2 separate regions of the Mus musculus genome follow, and region 1 is linked to region 2. The links are chromatin contacts, called in public Hi-C maps. All regions are on one chromosome and are shown on one strand. Each heading gives the region's core, a stretch centred on a gene start, on an enhancer-like site or on the middle of the called end of the contact. The rest is flanking DNA. Distances are from core to core; before and after follow the strand shown. Region 1 overlaps Xirp2 (xin actin-binding repeat containing 2). Region 2 holds the start of Xirp2 (xin actin-binding repeat containing 2).

Region 1 (2,700 bases), core at 8-2,507, 41 kb after region 2:
GCCAGCCCAGACTGCACAATGAGACTGCTTATATGCACATATACATACACACACACACACACACACACACACACACACACAAACAGATCTTTATAGGGTTCCCCCACCGGTTATTACTGGTTTCTAACAGTACTCATGGAGACTTTGACGTAAAAAGAAAAATCATTTTGCTTTGCTTCTAGCAGGAATGATTGGCATGTATCTCTTCCTCTGAGACAATGAGCCACACAGAATACCCCTCCCATTTATTTATGTCAGATTTATCCTATCAGCCCTTTAAATTTTTTCCAGTTTTAAGAATGAGTTTTCAGCATTCTATGTTTGAAAAGATAATTGATCCTTCATGCTCAAAGCCAAATACCACTCAAAGGAACACTTTTTAACTTTTATTTCTTATGGCTTAGATGTATGTATTTGTAGGAGTGTTTTGCCTGCATGTATGTACATGTACTTCATATGTGCCTAGTTCCTACAAAGGTCAGAAAAGGGCATCAGATGCCCTATAACTGGAGTCCTGATCTGTGAGTGCTGGGGACTACTCAACTCATCTGCAGGAGCAGCCAGCGCTCTTAGCTGAGCAATCTCTCTAATCCTAAAGGATAAGTTTTATCCGTTCACTATGACAAACTCTATTTCGGAAGGACATCTTGAAAATTCAGCTCCCTCAACCTCAGATGAGGACCTCATAATGTGTGTGAAGCAGATGGTGGAATGGACATATAAATGGGAAAGAAACTGTTGCGTCTCCCCTGTTCATGCCAGTCTACAGCTTCTCTCTGGTGCTCTTAGGGCTTTTATCCTGTTCTTCTCTTCTTTGTTTAGAAGCTTCATTAACATATAATTTGCATACCATACTACCCACCCACTTTATGGGTACAGCTCAGTGACCGTTTTATACACTTGCGGAGTTATTTAATGTCACTGCAACCTAGTTCTAAAATATGCCTGGCCCCTCCAGAAGAATCCTCAGACCGCCCCACCCCCACCCCAGGAATAGTCTAGCCCTCTGAGCCCTCTTCTCAAGCTCAACATTGGGCTTTCATATTTTTCCCTAAATACCCTCTTCATTCTCTTTCCTCATCTTTGTGGAGAGCTGAGGAGCCCTCTAATTGTTGAGCCCAGAAGCCTCTTCCTTCTGGAAATTGCTTTTATTTCTTTCAGTTTCTCGTTCCATTCTGTGGCTTAAGGGAGAAGGAACAGATGGGGCCCCAAATGTTTTTGGAAGTGCTCAGTGTGGTGGAGCACCCAGGAAATGGTTTCCCTGTGGATCTGATGCCCTGAGCCTCAGCATGAGCTGAAAGCATCTGGGTTCCTCTCCCTGATGCCACCTCAGATGTACTGGATGGTGGCACATGCTTTTCACACGCATCTGCTATTGCAGAAATGCAAATGTAAACATTAGTCCTCTGAAAGTTGCCGTGGTGTGGTTTTAGAAGGATCCCTGAACAATTTTAGGTCTTAAAACAACAACAACAACAACAACAACAACAACAACAAAAATGTTTCTGTCAGCTTCTGATAGATGCAATCTGATATCTGTGTGTTTTGGGTTCTACAAAGGTGACCTGTAATTATTTTCAAGCAAACTAAATGTATTTTTATCAGTTGCATGTGCACATTGCCAAGGTACTCATACTTAAAATTACCTTTAGTTTATGCCACAAATATCACTTCCCAAGGTCATAAATTGATATTACTAGCTCTGCCCTGAACTGGACCACTATTGAAACAGAGTGTCTTATATCATAGTTCATGTGTATGCACTTTTTAAAAATAATATTGCAACTAAAAATAGTAACACTCAAAATAAGGCAATCTGGAGTATATTTGGCCTCTGGCTCTAGAGTCAGACAACTTGTATTATAATTTCTCAGGGTCAACCACCTATCCTATACTATATTGCACTGCTAATGTAATACTACGAACTCCTTTATTTATAAGGATCCAAAACGTAGAGGCTCACAGTTCTGGCTGCTGATATGCTAAGGTCCTGGGGCACAGTGAGGATTTTCTTGTTGCATCTTAATAGGAATGCAACAAGAGCCAAGGGGGAGAAAGAGAGAGAAAAGGAAAGAATATTTGTGGTGGGAGAGGGGATTAACTGAGCAGTCCATATACTGTCATATACCATATAGGCATTTTACTTCGAATAATCATTCTTAGAATATGATATTTTTTAAAATCTTTATGTGAGTGTAATGTCACAAAGAGGCCTTCTTTTACACCTTCACATTCTTGTCAGCTCTTTGTTTAGCTCTAGGTAACAACCGTTTCTTGGGAACTCCAGAAATAATTGGAAATTAGCTTAAAATGAGCATACCTCTCTGTGCTTTGGGCATATGTTGTTCTGGAATCGTCAGAAACACTGCTGAGTGCACATTTTAAAAATTAGAGTAGTAAGCAGGTCTTTGTCTGAGGAAAAGTGCTTAGCCTCCTGTAAGAAGTGAAAAAGATGAGGAGTCAAACTGCTCCGGAGACAAAGGAGGGGAGAGAGAATAAAACCTCCTTTGTGCAGGCCTTGCTTGACGCCAGGATGCCACCATGAATAGTTTGGCTTTTAAGTGGAAGCAACTGAATGGGCTAGCGCTGGCTTTTGGAGAGCACTTTGTTCATAGCATTGTGGCAAGACGTATGAAGAAAAAAGATGATTTAGTTAGTGTATGAGTGGAAGCAGGCAGAAGACAGAAAGCTATACCACTT
Region 2 (2,700 bases), core at 56-2,555:
TGCAGACTGGGTACTTGAGATATAGTTAGTACAAGTGTGGAACTGAAAATTAAAATTTCATTAAATATTAATAATTTAAATTTCTGGTGACCACATGCCTAGCAATGACCATACATACTGGTCAACAAATCTTGAGATAGTTTACACTGGAAAATCTTGTGGAATACTCAGGACCATTGAGTAAAGATTTTTGTAGAGATAAGAAGCTGCAGTATCACTAGTTGCACTACTTTTAATAAAAACCTGTAGATGAAAAAAAAAAACATATATGCTTATATTCATTGATCATAGTATGGTCAATTGTAAGCTCAGTTATGTTTTGCAATTAGCAGTGTAAAAGTAAGATGCTTTCTTCAAGTTGCAGACAATTTCCTTTGTTTGTTTTGGTTTTTTGTGAGTCCAGCTGCATAGGACACACAGGGCACAACTCTGGGAAGTTATAGAAGAGTTGAAAGGTTGGTGAGCAGGATTCTTCATTCTAACGCATTCTAAAGAATGTGGCATTATGAAGCTGAAGGGTAATATCAGCTAACTTCCGTCTCCATTTGGGCTAGCAGAGTCTACTGAGAAAGTACAGTGGCAATGGTATGTAATAGAATTCTCTCAAGAGCACATAAGATGAATCTTTCCCTGCCTGATCTATCTTGCCCTTTCCTACTAAACACTACAGTATGAGTGCTTTATGAGGGAAGACTTGAAAAGCAAACATTGCTTTACACACCGAGAATATGAAAATTGTAAATTAAAAAAAAATCTATGATGATCCCAGGGTGATCCTCCAATATTTCAGTCTGTAGAATCTGAGATAGGAGGATCCAGCCCATTGCACATAGGAAACACCTACTTCCTATAGAAAAGAAAAGAAAACAAGAATCAAAGTTCCCTTCTGAAGATTTCAAGTTAATTATCACTATCCCAAACAGAATAAATAAGATCAACTTTTTGTGTGCTTTGTTTTCAAATCCTTTACTCTTAAGTGAGTAAAGGTATCTTTTAAAAGCAAGCAATTGAAGTCCTTTAATAACCCCACTTTATTCATTATTTATTTCTCAGAATATGTTGAGAAGTTCAGACTTTGGTGTGATAGTGGCTATGGAAGGGAGTTTGAGTGACTGCACATGTGTCAGAGCCATGCATACATTTCTCAGGAGAGTACTAAGCAGTATGACCTCAGAGACTCACTTCTGAAAGGAGTGGTTGACTCAAGCCCCACCTAGACAGAGCTCAGTTCCTAAAAATAGGTGCTAGGTTGCATCCTTTGGACACAGGGCTAAAATAAATTCAGCAGCCCTGCCTGCTTGCCTCATAGACTCTTCGGTGGAGCTGGTCTCCACTCTGCTGGTTGCTTTCAGGGGACTGGGAAATTTGCTGTGTGTCAAACAGGGAGGAGCCTTTCAAGTGAAGAGTTGCAAATCCATAGAGCATTTCTACGGAGCTAGGGTCAATTCTGGTACAAAGGTATGTGTAATAGAGTCCCGTGTGTGCCAAGGTTATAAAATGTTCGACTCTTACTGAAAGAGCAGTGAAGACTGAAAGTCAAATGTCATTATATAAAAGAAAATTGATCAAGTTGGATTTGTTCTTAGAATTGTGCTTAGCACTGTTGGATATGAAATTTAGAACCTCATGTGTTAATCTCTCTCCAATAAATTATTTTAATGTTTAATCTTAAAGAATAATGAGCTTAATAACCAGTCACAACTTAAAAGTTATCCTACAATTTACAGCCAGAAGGGAAACTGAAAAATGCTTTGTCTCTCATGTGCGCAGAGAGAAAAATATACAGATTAAGAAATGCGAATGATATTTCATGAAGCTTGATGAGGAAAAAGGGGAGCCTGAAACGTTTTCAAATGTTTCAGCACACTCTGAGAAATGCAGGAAAGTTATTGCTTCTCAGTCATAGTTTGATTTTTGTAGATCTTGCTCTAGCTGCGGGCTTATGTCCTCTGGGAGTCTTACTGAAGTTAAGGATTAAAGAATCAGGTTCTTCCATGTTTTTCAGAATTAAGGAAAGCACTTCCAGTTGGATCTGCCAGCCCTAATTACGGTAACTGCAAACTCAGAGTATACTGAGATAGTGCTTTGAGGGTATCATGCCCTATATACACTTTCAAATGTATTTTTTTTTTCTGTCTTCAATTGCCCATGAACATGTTAATTTGGTCCTGTTGTGCTGTGTTTGGATGCTAAGAGACTGAAGTGATTTGGGAGTGACAGTCTAAGAGATTCTCCTAAGACATGGTGGGAAAGCAAGGACTCTCTAAGGTTGCATAATGCTGGGTTTAAATTTAGCCAGCTGGTGTTGAACTGAAAGATATTTTATTTTTACCAGAGCTCAATTTGGTCACTGACGGAGCTGTTGGTTGTTTGACACATTTTAAAATTTTGTGTTAAGGTGTCAAAAGACAAGTTAAATATTTACTTCAACTGTATTCAGAGTTATGGATTATTTTTTAATGAAAGGATACCTGTTGATAGTTTTAGACAATATAAAAGGGAATGGAAAATGTTGGGGCAGAAATCAGAAATTCTGCATTGTATGTTTAAATATCTCTCTGCTTCTTCGCTTGATATTTGAGTATTTTCCCTTCTTGGTATCCACGCATCAGCTAAGAACTAGATCCGTTTTTAAATATCACTCAGAGCTTCGCATGGCTGCAATGTGGCAAACTGCCCGCTGCCTGGAGGGAAGACACA

What was found. Hi-C and Micro-C count contacts between places; a contact is called where the count stands out from the background.
Region 1: a Hi-C map of cerebral cortex shows a contact between it and region 2, with 3 times the contacts expected there. The contact joins the enhancer-like site here to the promoter of Xirp2 in region 2. A contact is called at or near these places in 5 of 39 promoter capture datasets (the 3T3-L1 cell line, 3T3-L1-derived adipocytes, embryonic stem cells and 2 more), 1 of 484 Hi-C or Micro-C datasets (cerebral cortex), 1 of 115 datasets of contacts at active chromatin or transcription factors (heart atrium) and 3 of 9 other capture datasets (adipose tissue, liver and pancreatic islet).

Annotation. Positions count from the first base shown.
Region 1 is chr2:67,486,129-67,488,828 of GRCm38.p6, forward strand. The region is part of intron 3 of Xirp2 (xin actin-binding repeat containing 2); the gene reads left to right. Among named protein-coding and RNA genes, the nearest start is that of Gm13601, 29 kb to the right of the region's middle. Within about 2 kb of position 1,258, at least 22 of the 459 cell types and tissues checked have an H3K27ac peak or open chromatin away from gene starts, as enhancers often do. A contact at or near this core is called in cerebral cortex, where this site is marked.
Region 2 is chr2:67,444,697-67,447,396 of GRCm38.p6, forward strand. Xirp2 (xin actin-binding repeat containing 2) reads left to right here and starts at 1,306. Exons shown (of 9, transcript NM_001024618.2): 1 at 1,306-1,458.